Regions from separate parts of the Mus musculus genome. Here region 2 is linked to region 1. The links are chromatin contacts, called in public HiChIP or PLAC-seq maps. All regions are on one chromosome and are shown on one strand. The core of a region is the stretch at or near the end of the contact, and the rest is flanking DNA. Distances in the headings are between cores, read along the strand shown. Region 1 has its middle 8.6 kb from the start of Gm30458. Region 2 has its middle 53 kb from the start of Trim2.

The links. HiChIP or PLAC-seq counts read pairs in DNA pulled down with a chosen protein or histone mark.
Region 2: a CTCF HiChIP or PLAC-seq map of CD8 T cells shows a contact between it and region 1, with 5 read pairs. The contact joins two enhancer-like sites. A contact is called at or near these places in 3 of 39 promoter capture datasets (embryonic stem cells, pre-B cells and stem cell-derived epiblast-like cells), 2 of 15 datasets of contacts at CTCF or cohesin (CD8 T cells and pro-B cells), 5 of 484 Hi-C or Micro-C datasets (the Ba/F3 cell line, the G1E-ER4 cell line, embryonic stem cells and 1 more), 7 of 115 datasets of contacts at active chromatin or transcription factors (CD8 T cells, bone marrow-derived macrophages, embryonic basal ganglia and 3 more) and 1 of 9 other capture datasets (embryonic stem cells).

Annotation. Positions count from the first base shown.
Region 1 is chr3:84,067,015-84,073,478 of GRCm38.p6, forward strand. No RefSeq gene overlaps it. Among named protein-coding and RNA genes, the nearest start is that of Gm30458, 8.6 kb to the left of the region's middle. Within about 2 kb of position 2,492, at least 78 of the 459 cell types and tissues checked have an H3K27ac peak or open chromatin away from gene starts, as enhancers often do. A contact at or near this core is called in the Ba/F3 cell line, CD8 T cells, the G1E-ER4 cell line and 2 more, where this site is marked.
Region 2 is chr3:84,309,143-84,315,544 of GRCm38.p6, forward strand. No RefSeq gene overlaps it. Among named protein-coding and RNA genes, the nearest start is that of Trim2, 53 kb to the left of the region's middle. Within about 2 kb of position 4,064, at least 84 of the 459 cell types and tissues checked have an H3K27ac peak or open chromatin away from gene starts, as enhancers often do. A contact at or near this core is called in the Ba/F3 cell line, CD8 T cells, the G1E-ER4 cell line and 2 more, where this site is marked.

The sequences.
Region 1 (6,464 bases), core at 1,242-3,741:
AGGACTTGGGTTTCCTCCCTCAGGACAGAGTGTTGGGGATAGAGCCCAAGCCCTTGTGTGTGCTAAGCAGCCATTCCACAACCCAGTGGCACTCTGAGCCCTAGACAGGTTTCAGACTGAAAGTGAGGGGCAGAGCCACAGACACAAACTGGTAATCAGTGACTATCTCTTGGCGACCTCCACACAGAATTTCATTCAAGGCTGGGGGAAAACAACCATATTGTTGGGCAGGTAAAACAAAGGTATCCCTCCTCACTTACCAGCCAAAGCATCTGGACTTAGCGTCTTGTCACTGAGATTAAAGAACTCCTCCCTAGCCGGGACAGTCCCAGGCACTCAGGAGACTGACCCAGGCAGAGAGATGGCTGAGCTCAGGGAGCCCAGAACTAGCTTGGGCAATACCTTGAAGTTTCATCTCAAACAACAATAAAACAAAAATGAAAACCAGGAAAACGGCCCAAGGGAGAGCGTAAAGAGGGCCCGGTGTGACCATAACCTGGAGGCTGCCTCCAACCTCCTCTGCAAGTTCATGAATTCAAATATACCTGTTCACTGATCCAACAACTTAAAACACAACACAAATACATAGGTTTTGAGTTTTAAAAATACTTTTTTTTTTTAAGATAGAGTCTCACACTATTGATCGGGTTGACCTTGAACTCACAGAAATCACCTGAGAGCTTTGATAAGGTACGAACCAGCACACAGAGACATAAACTTTTAATTAATTCTTTGACAATTTCATACAATATATTTGAATCCTATTCATTCTTCCAACTCCTCTCAGATTCTCCCCCACCCAGCCCTACCTACCCAACCTCCTTGTATCCTCCTTTAAAAACAAAAAACAAAAAAAACCTCATCAACTCCAATGTATGCAACCCACATACTCCAGGGGTGCACTCATCCACTGGAGCATAACCTACCAAGGCCTTCACCCTTCCCTCCCTCCCTACCCCCTCCCTCCCTTCCAGCAGCCTCCAATTGCCAATAGCTCCTCAAGTGGGAATGGGACCTGTGCCCACCTCACCTCTCTGTATTGGAATCTTGTCTGGCTTGAGTTTGGGCAGTCTGGTGCATGCTGCCACAACACTGTGAGAAGGTACGTGCACTGCCCTGTTGTGTCTGCAAAACACCGCCTCAGCTTCTTCAGTCTCTCCACCCGCCATGCCACAAAGTCTAGGGAGGGGCAAGTGTGAGATGGATAATTTTCAAAAGAGAGATTTGTATACCCCACATTTCCCTCAAAAAGTACAGTCTTGTTCTGCCTTAAAATGGAAACGTTGACATGTTCTTACAGCATAGATGATCTGTATGCTAAATTAACCAGTTCCAAAGAACAAACATTGCATGACGCCATTTAATATGGAAGGAACTTAGTTAATTCAAAAATAAAGTAGAAAGGTCATTGCCAGCAGCTGCAGAAAGCTAAGGACTAGCTTTTCTTAATTGAATGTTTATATTTTGTTTTATTATTTTATGTGCGTGAGGGTTTTGCTTACTGTATGTATTAGTACTACATGTGTGTCTGGTGCCCAGAGATGTCAGAAGAGGGCACTGGAGCTAATGGAACTGGAGTTAAGAATGTTAAGGTAGTGGTGAACTACCATATGGGTGGCAGGAACTTGAATCACTGTCCTCTGGAAGAGCAGCAAGTGCTATTAACTGCTAAGCCGCCATGCCAGGCCCTGCGAGCTATTTTTAATGAGCACCCGAGTTTCATCTGGAGAAGATGAGAATGTTCCTGAAGATTGGATGGTGCCAGTGAATATACCTGATGCCACTGAGCTGTACCCTATAGGAGAGTCAAGGTGACACATTTTACATTATGCATGTATCACCATAATTTAAGACATTTAAAAAAGCATCAAGTCTTGGCTGATGACAGTTCTCAAGCTGGTTCAATGTACCTATTTTAACATGGTGGTGATCTATGCCTGGTTTTGCAAACGGGGCACAGCTCACAACATTACGTTAGCTCTTAGTAACTATCTTTTAAATAGCAGCTGGCAACTTGACAGTGACTTTCTCATGTTCTGCCATCAGTCTGCAAGCTGCCAGTGGCAGGTAGAGATGTGCCCTTTATTTTTATGACTCACCTTGAACATGAATTAAGTTCTTGATAAACTAACTTCTTAGAAGACTCAGTTCTAATATTGCTTTGCTCCCTTTCCCCATGAACATGACACAAAAGGTTTTTAACCCCGCCCACTCTGTTTCAAGTATGAGCTCAAGTTGAGTGGAAGGCTCAGGCCCCCTGTGAACGCCAAAGCACCGCACTCCTGACTAGAACATTTCTCTTCCCAATCCAACCTAGACAATGTTCTATTAAGCAGAGCATTGCATCTTGCCTCAAAAACAGAGTGACTGTTCAAACTGGACGTTTCCTTTTACCCTTTCCCTGAGTATGGCTGCTTCTCGGGGCAGGGGCAGGGGCAGGGGCAGGGCGATTGAAGAGGACACTTCTGAAGCCCGAGTTCCTCATTCTGCTTCTGTGGGTTTTACTTCCGCTGGCACCAGAAATCCCCAAGTGCTGCTAATGCTTTCTCCTCTTCCTCTCCTTCACCTGCTTGTGTTTTCCCCCAACACGTCTGGGTTCTTCCCCATCTCCTTCTCATGCTGGTCTCTCTGTGAATCTCGTCTCCCACAGGCTGTCTCTGTACCCTACGACTCTCCTCTCTCCTCCCAGTATGGAGTTTTGCCCTCTTGGCCCTGGGTGACTAGATCTGGGACAGGTGCACGATGCAGACCTTGAAGGACCGAGGGGGACAGGTTCACCCTCTGGCTGGTGACACTTGCTCACTTGCCACCTGTGGCTTCCCAAGGAAAAGTCCATGGGGACAACTTTTGCTGCCACCGAAGCTCCGAGCCACAGCCCATGCATTGGGTGAGCTGCCTTTGTGGATCCCACTTTCAGCAGGGTCTTTACAACTGCAACCATATAGGTGACTCATAATCTCATGGCGGTGCAGACTTGTAATCTCTGTACCCCAGAGCTGGAAGGAGGCAGGATTGCTGTAGGTACCAGGCCAGCCTGGGCTACAGAGCAAGTATCCAGCTGGGAATACATAACAAGAGCCCATCTCCAAAGACCAAAGCAGCAAACACACTAGGGAAGTGGTTCCTCCTTTCAGAGGGCCTCTGCTCTTACAAGAAGATCAGAGTTCGGTTCCCAGCACCTATGCTGGGTGGCTCACAACCAGCTTTAACTTCAGCCCCAGGACATCATCTCGGGGCTCCTGTGTTCATGTACCTCCTACCCATGTACACATAATAAAAAAGAAATAAAATAGTGTTAAAAATGAGCCCACCATCATCAACAAACCGGGTCAGTGGGCTACCAGTGGGGGTCTTCCCTACCACGAACCAGGCCCTGGCTGCCATGTTTTGCACCAGAAACAAAGCAATCTTTAAAAAACAAAAACAAAATAAAAATAAAAAGCAAATCCTATCTTCTACCAGCTTCAGCTGCCACCTCGGGAGATTGTTCAGGTGACTCTGCCCTTTGCACTTAGAATCATTTCTTCAGCTTTTCATTCCGGAGCTCTGGTATGGCAAAACCTCACCACACCATCTGCATCCCACAGTGTGCACAGTGGCCTGGTCATGGAGATTGGAACTTTATTTCTATATTTCACACAAAACAGTCCCCTTATCATCAGTCTACAAAGTCACTTCTGTCAAAGAACATAAGCTAATTTTCTACGTCAACTTATTTTCCATTTTAAGTCCCAGATCGGGAGACTTAAGCACAGCTTTTTTTATTTTTGAATTTCAGAGATTTTTGAGGGTCTCCCCTTTGTTTTTCCCATGGTATGGTACAGCTCTGGGGACTCACACGATGATATCAAGGAACGTGGTGGTGTATGATCCTCTGTCTGCTCACAGAGTCACCTGCTACAGAGATGTCCCCTGGGGTCTAGCAGCTCTTAGATGCTTTGGGACCAATTCTGTGTCATTCGAATCCTTGCCATCAACACACTCTGCAGTTCCCAGCCCCGGCGCCAATGCCTTGTAGCGTTTGTCTGGGGCGTGGGGAAGTACCTTGCCTTCTGACCAGCAGTGCACAGCAGCTCACCTTCAGCTCTTAGCATCCCCACTTTCCCTCTTTCCTCATCTAGCCTCGGGTTTCAAACAGCAAGGGGCTCATCCCTTCTGGTCAGGGACCAGTGTTTTGATGAGAATGATCTTGTCAACCTGGCCCACCTGGGTAGGTGTCTGGAAGCACTGCCTCCATCAGACTGGCCTGTGGCATGTCGATGGGGCACTGTCTTGATTTATGATTGATGTGGGAGGGTCCAAGCCACTATGGGCGATACCATCCCTAGGTAGGTGTTGATGGGTTATATAAGAAAGCTGGCTGAGCACGAGCAAGAGCCTCCCTTTTTCTCTGGGTTCTGCCTCAGTTCCTGCTTTGACTTCCCTTGAGAGACTTTACATTTTCTTTTTCAGTCATGGCATTTGTCGCAATGAAGAAGACTATGTGGACTGAGGCCTCTCCCTGTCTTTGTTTCTAAGATACATTTTTAAAAACTTTATGTGTATAGGTGATGTCCTGCATACCCACATGTGTGCCACATGCATGCAGTGCCCAGAAAGGTCAAGAGAGCACTGGGTCCTCAGGAGTTTCAGATGGTTTCAGGTGCCATTCAGGAGCTGGGAACCACACATGGGGCCTCAACAAGAGCACAGAGTGCTCAGGCCAATGGAGTCCTTTCTTCAGCCCCTCCCCATTGTCCTTAAATAAGCCCTTTAGCTGCCTCTGATGAGCATCAAGTGCCCTCTTGAGAGCTGACTTGAGAACAAGTCCAGGCATCTCTGCTTTCCTCCAGCAGTGAGCAGGGCCACACCTGAACAGTGAGAAAGGGGATCCAACCACAGGCCATGCAGTCAGGGCGAGTTTCTGAACACAAGGGGCACTGTGACATCACAAACGACCTTGAGGCATCTGACTAAGGAAAATCCCCCTCCTGAGCAACATAACTGACAATTCTTTATAGAAGTCTGTACATGTAAGCTGCTGTATTTCTCTAGGACCAGGTCAAGAGTTACAAAGACTGTTTTCTAGAAAAAAAATTAGCATTTAACTTTACAGATTATAATCCTCCAACTGAAAGTAAGCAAACAAGGAAGGAAGGAGGGAGAGAGGGAGCGGGAGGGGGGAAGGGGAGAGGGGGGAGAGGGAGGGGAAGAGGGAGAGAGGGAGGGAGAGGGGGAGGGGGAGGGAGGGAGAGAGGAAGAGAGAGAGGGAGTGAGAGGGAGAGGGAGAGGGAGAGGGAGGAGAGGGAGAGGAAGGAAGGAAGGAAGGAAGGAAGGAAGGAAGGAAGGAAGGAAAAAAAAAAGAAAAAGACTCCTCATATGGCATTGAATCCCCAGCCAGGCTCGAGTCTGGGGCTTGCTTTCCAATTTTTATGACCAAGAAGGTGAAGCAAAAGTTAATTACGAGCATCGACAGGAAACATAACTGTTTTAGCTGGGCTTTGGCTTGGTCTGGATTTTGCTGAGTGGGTCTACAATCACCTGTCTCCATTCTGATTATTACTGTCAACTCTGTCTTTCTAAGCAACATTTATCTATCTATCTATCTATCTATCTATCTATCTATCTATCTATCTATCTATCTATTTATCTATTTATTAAATATTTGTTTTATTTATATGAGTACATTGTAGCTCTCTTCAGACATACTAGAAGAAGGCATCAGATCTCATTACAGATGGTTGTGAGCCACCACATGGTTGCTGGGAATTGAACTCAGGACCTCTGGAAGAGCAGTCAGTGCTCCTAACCACTGAGCCATCATCCCTCCAGCCCTCTAGTCAACTTTTAATGATGCCCTGGGCATCTCATTCACCGGCTGATTCTTAGCTCTCTGAAAAGAACTTTGTTTTGGAGATAGGAATGTAGATTCCTATGTGAACTTAGTTCACAGAAGCTTGGCATGCACTATCTGTTTGGACTCATCACAGAACCAAAAGAGGGAGTTTGTTTGTTTGTTTTTAATAAAAAGAATTTAAAAATAACAGCAATAGCTGACATCTACCGAGTGATGAGTACTGTGCCAAGGACTTACTTCATGAGGAACTCCCTGGTAGTTCTTTGGAAATGTCAAGCATACCTGTGACAGGCAGGTTGGGGGAACACCCCTCATTCTGAAAATGTACATGTGCGTACATCAGTTTCTAACATTTAACAGTTCCTAACAGTGCTGCCTGCTGAGAAACATAGTCAAATACTTGCACAGACCAACCAAAGAAAGGACCACCAAATGGACCAGTGGGAAAGGGAACAGTTGTGAGGTGTGTGTGTGTGTGTGTGTGTGTGTGTGTGTGTGTATCACAATCAAATGCTGCAGATGATGAAAATTGTCCTGTAACCTTTACAGCCCAGAGGCTGCTCTTCTGGGGAGAGAGAGAGTGGGACCATGGAAATGTTGGCTTTCAGCAGAAATTCTCAGGGAACAG
Region 2 (6,402 bases), core at 2,814-5,313, 240 kb after region 1:
TATGGAAGGTGCTGTCTTAGGGTTTTACTGCTGTGAACAGACACCATAACCAAGGCAAGACTTATAAAAAACAGCATTTAATTGGGGCTGGCTTACAGGTTCAGAAGTTCAGTCCATTATCATCAAGGTGGGATCACGGTATCATCTCAGCAGGCATGGTGCAGGCAGAGCTGAGAGTTCTACATCTTCATCTGAAGGCTGCTAATGGAAGACTGTTTCCAGGCAACAAGGGTGAGGGGCTTAAGCCCACACCCACAGTGACACACCTACTCCAACAAGGCCACACCTCCAAATGATGCCACTCCCTGGTCCAAGAATATACAAACCATCACATTCCACTCCCTGGGCCCCAATAGGCTTGTTCAAACACATGAGTTGATGGGGGTCATATCTAAACATAACATAATAAAAAAGTACATTTAGTCTAACTTCCAAAATCCCCATAGTCTATAGAAATCTCAACAAAGTTAAAAGTCCAAAGTTCAAAGTCTCTTTTGAGATGCATCCAATCACTTAATTGTAATCTCCAAGACAAGACAGAAAACCAGCTGGGCAAATTCCAAAAATCTCCATGTCTGATGTCAAAGTGGTTTTCAGATCTCCACTTCTTTTTCATCTCTGCTTTTTCCTGGGCTGGTTCTGCTCCCTGTTAGCAGCTTTCTTCAGGACATATCTCATGGCTTTGGCATCTTTAATATCTTTAGGTCTCCAAGGCAAGTTCAACATTACAGCTTCTTCTTTCAATGTCTGGGATCTACACATGATCTTCTGGGCTCCTCCAAGGGACTGGCTTCACTTCTCCAGCTTTGCCCTCTGTAGCAGTCTAAGCTCAGGTTGATCGACTTCACTGCTGCTGCTGCTGTCCTTGGTGATCTTCCCATGGTACTGGCATCTCCAATACACTGGGGTCTTCCACTGCAACTAGGCTTCACCAATAGCCTCTCATAAGCTCTTTTCATGGTACCAAGCTTCAATTCCTTTGCATGACCCCTTCAGTCCTGGGCCATCAATTGCAACTGAGGCTGCCTCTTCACCAATGGCCTTCCATGGCCCCTCACAGTAACAAGCCTCAGCTGTTCTTCATGATCCCTTCATGCCTTCAAAACCAGTATCACCTTACATATGACTCTTACACATTACCAAGTCCAGCTACAGCACAAGGTACAACCTTGGCTATCTCTGGAATGCAGCTTCTCCGTGCTCTCAGAAAATACTTCTCAGAAGATTTCACCTCAGTGATGCTGGTCTCTTCTTAATTACCACTAATTTCTTAGCTCCAGCTAACAATCATCAATTGTCCCAGTCATCCCTTTTATTCTGGATTCTGAAGCCAGAGCCATGTGGCTAAAGCTGCCAAACTCTGCTGCTTGCTGGGACTGGAACATGGCCCCCTTGTTTTATATTACATTATCACTTTCTGGTTTCCAACTTCTTCACTGGTTCAAGGGTTGCTAGATGTCCAGGCAAGAGACTTGGATTTCATTAACTCTTTGTTGAGCCAGAGAGAAAAGAAAAGAAAGAAAGGAAGAAAGTCAGACACACACACACACACACACACACACACACACACACACACACACACTGGCAGGACCCGACTGTTTCATCAATTTCACAAGTGCACATGCACACCTATATACACATATACCTAGTTATGTATGCATGTTCATACATATAGACATACATTCATAAAGACATACAGTCATATTGTACATACACATAGACAGATGGACAGACCTATATGCATTTGGAGGATGGAGCACAACCCCAACAGTAACACTTTATTTTTTCTCTCAGCCATTTTATACTTTCTTAGACAAAGGTTCTTTGTAAAATTACCTCATAGATAAAGTGTTACACAAAAGGGGAGTTACAGTCGGATGTTGATAGTAAGTTCAAAGCGGTGTTTCATTCTATAAGCTCATTATAAGTTCAAAGCAACAACAGTGTCACATGGCCTTGCTTTATCAGAGTGCACACCCGTGACTTCATCCTTGGACCTGACCTAGAATGAATGCTTTTCCTTGATCATAAATCTGTCTGAAGCCTATTTTTCTTCCTGGTGTAATTGTGAAAGCTCATTGCATTCCTTATTATGCACTTTTTACTTACTATTCTATGAGGAGGGGCATACTCTGTTCTTCCTCATTCTGACTTTATTATATCTTTCTGCCAAAACAAATAAGCCATCTCCTTACACTTTCTTCCTAAAATTATTTGAATCAAGTCAGGAATTCTATAAAGTCATTAACTCATCTAAACAGCATGAATTTATGAAAGTTCATCTTTGTGTTGATCTGCAGGAAATTTGCCCAATCAGATAGGCTGATGCCCAGGAATCGTTGGGCTATGTAATAGTGTCAGGAAAGACATATCAGCAGCAAGAAGCAACCCTGGGACGAAGTCTCTGGGGCTGTGCCTCTCCAGAGTGTCTGCATCACAGCCATGCAAAATGGTGGGCCACCTCAAGGAAACTTACTTGCCATATCTTTCCTAGATGGCTTCTGCCAGTTAGTCATTTCCAGTGTTCAAGGGAATGCAGACAGACAGACAGACAGGCAGACAGATGGACAAGAAGGTTAAGTCAAATGTGAGTTCTGAGTTGAGCTGCAGTTCTCAGTGTGAATTCACGGGGCATCTATCTATCTTGTCTATGAGGAGGAATATAGAAGCAAATCATAATATTCTCCACAAAAGACAACAAGATCCTTGGACCACTGGCTAAATCCCAGCGTAAGATGAGGCTGGACCATTCTATTACACCAAATATGTGTGAGCTACCAAAGACTACCAAAGTTACATCCAAAGGATCCAGAAACCATCTCCAGAGGCTCCACTAACCAAACAAGGAACAGAGCATTAAAATACAGAGTGCCTGTCAGCAACTGCAGCCCCTCAGAGTGTCACAGTCCCATGGGTCATCTTCTGAGGGTGACCTGGAGGTATCTGCCAACTATTGCCTGTAACTAGTCTTGCCAAATTTTGTGTGCAATGAAAATGGTTATGAATTCCACTTTAGAACTTCATGTGGGACCTGCTGGGAATGGCCACAGTACCTGTGCCCCAGGAAGAGCAAATGGTGGGGTGGGACTCACCAGTCTGCTTTATCATGGTACACGGAGCTGCAGTGGGAGGTCTCACGCCCAGGCTCCCTGGGATGGCTGACCATCTTTCCCACAGGTGGGCTTTCTAAAGTGGCATTGTCTGGGTTACAGGATTTCTCACAAGCAGCCCCAGGCACCACCTCTAAGGACACAAAGCAGAATCTATATCTCTACGGGACACAGGTGTAGGTTTCATCCACCATCACCTTCACGTGCTCTACTGTTTAGAGCAGCCGTGTGCAGGCAGATTCAGTGACTGGCAAAAGCCCAACACAACAGGGAGTGTCTGTACTCCCAACCCCCACAGGAATGAATCCATTTTCTTGAAAACTACATAGTAAGAGCAAGAATCTTCTGACTCATACCACTGCGAAGTCATATCCTATGTGAGAGGTGACATTTTGTATAATTATTCTACTGATGATGGAAAATAAAGGACGAGAGCCCACAGGATCCCAGGAAGACAAGCAACTTTACCATTTTTTGCATATCAACTGGAAATTCTTTTAAAGATTTGTTTATTTTATGTATATGAGTACACTGTAGCTGTCTTCAGACACACCAGAAGAGGGCATCAGATCCCATTACAGATGGTTTGAGCCACCATGTGGTTGCTGGGAATTGAGCTCGGGACCTCTGGAAGAGCAGTCAGTGTTCTTAACCCCTGAGCCATCACACCAGCCCTCAAGTGAAATTTTAACGGAGTGAGTTTTTTAAATGTTAAAGTCAGTACTTTTTTCCCTCTATTGCTGGGAATTGACCCCAGGGCCTCGCACATGCTAGATGAATGAACCATTACCAAGATATATCCTCAAACACCAAATGGCGAAATTCAGATATCACCGTTCTGAAGACCTCCCGGGAATAAATAATGAATCTAGCCTTCCAGCATCAACAGTTGATGGCTTCAGAGACAATTAGCTTGATGTGCTACGAGTGGAAGGATATGGCGCCATCTAGTGTCCTGTATAGGGATCAAGCATGCATCTGTTCCAACCCCTGAGGTGCAGGAAATGATGAAATACGGAGGAAGACCAAGACACTAAGAAACTGACCAGTGACCCCTGTGGGTCACTGAGTTGTTCTCTGGGTTCTTTAAGGAATTTCTAAGACCTTCTTGGGCAACTTGGAGAGACCCTGTCTCAGAATAAAAAGTGACAGAGGGATCGGAGATATACCGGGGTGGTACAGTACTTTCCTAACATGTGTGTGGCCCTGGGTCCAAATCACAGTTTTAAAACAAAACAAAACAAAACAAAACAAAACAAAACAAAACAAAACACAGAAAGGGCAGGGCTGGAAAGGAACCAACTGGAAAGATACAGTGTGAAGTTACACGAAATGGAGTGGTACAAGCTGAACTATAGATAAGGCTTGCACATGCGGGCGACAAAATGATCGAGAAACAAGGAAGTGGCCTGCAGTCTGCGTCAGGAGAGACCCCTGCCAGAGGAAAGTGGCAGCTTGAAGACGACCCTGGCAGGAGAGGGGTCTCTAGCTCTTTACTAGTGATGTTGCTCGGCGCACTTGCTGTGTGATTACTCGCAGCATCCTACATTGGGGGATTTCTAGGTTGTCTCTTACAGTGAACCAGACTCTGCGACCTCATTTGCTTCCCGCCACTCTTATCCACTTCTAGAGTCCAGCCAAGAACTTAGCATGGTGACTGTTGGGTCTGGTGACCTGCGAGCTGAAAAGGTCACCAATAAACCTGAGGAGAGCAGACACCTACCAGGTCCTTACTAAGTGTCCAACACTTAACATGGAGCCTCGCTCCTGAGGCGTTCCCTCTGGGAAGACTGTGAGAGACACACTTCATCTTTGACCAGGAGCTGTTAGGGCTGTGAAGGAGATTGCCTGGGGTGTTTTGTAACATGTGTGAATACCTAAAACAGCAGTATGGCTTGGCATTTACAGCAAGTGCTTACCCTATAGAGATTCAAAAGAGCCAGCTGTCTTTATGGAAAGGTCTCCCTCTTCCCCTCCTTTTCACCCTCCCCTCCCTTTCCCCTCCCCCTCCCCTCCCCCCCCCCCCCATTTGTTGAGACAGTATTTCTCTCTATAGTCCTAGCTGTCTTGGAATCCACTCTGTAGACCAGTCTGGCCTCAAACTCAGAGATCAGCCTGTCTCTGCCTCCTGAGTGCTACAAATAAAGCATGCCAGATAAGGGCTTTACATCCAACACACACACACACACACACACACACACACACACACACACACACACACACACACACGGGGTTGGGGGGTGGACTATAATATAAAGCTATAACTTCTTAGGAAACACTATTAAGTAATAGACTCCCTGACCCAAAGTTCCAAATCAAGTCATTTTTCTTAACATAAAAGTTTGTTCTCTGCGTTCAGAGAACATCAAACTTCCTTCTGTGTTCTCTGCCAAGAATATTTAAATATAAGGCCCTTTAGGAAATCTGACATGTACTGAATCTGAGATTAGTGCATTGTCCACAAGAGGGCACTAGTTCTCCAGGATGCTCAAAAAAATCATCTGGCCACAGTGTAGCAGCCAAGAACAAAAGCAGCTAACTCAGCGGTCCAAACTGAGCAGAGAGAAGTATAGTCACAAAACTCAAAAGAAACTTAACATTCAAGCGCTGCCTCCCCTATCTTCATGATCCGGCTGCAGCCTGCCACAGACGTGCTCAGTCAACCCCAGCGTGTGCATGCCTGCATGCAAGTGAGCTGAATATAAAATGAAGTCAGATACTTGAAAGCATATGGTTACTTGTTTCAAAGATACTGTATGCCTGGCATGGGGATTCCACCCTGATGTCTGAAGACTCAGCACTCCAATCTGCATGAATTTCTTCCCAGAATGGCAGGCAGAGGGCCAGCTTGAGCCTGACACAAATCCTGTTTGATGGAGATTCCACCCTAGCTTGTCCCGGCACGGGGCCCGGCTTCCTTTTTTAAAGTTTATTTTTGTTTACCAATGAAGACACACCTCATCCACTCAAGTAGCCCCACCCAAGTTTAATCAGATGGCTTTCACGGTCCATCTTTTAAGAAACAGCAAACACCCAGTAATGCAAAGACAGCAAGATCTCCCAAGAGGAGCACTCTCATGCCAGGAAACTCAAGCCTCTTGTTTACTTACTGGGTTTGAAGATTCTGCTATCAACAGTGTCTTAGTTCTGTGTTTCTTTCTTGCAGCAAGCAGTAGTACTCCAGTCTCCCCAGAGGCAGCTTAGGTGGGGCTAAGTGCCACCCCCCCCCCCAGCCCCCACACACTCCTTGTACCAAAGCAGAAGACAGCAGCTTTGGTCAGCAGAGATAATG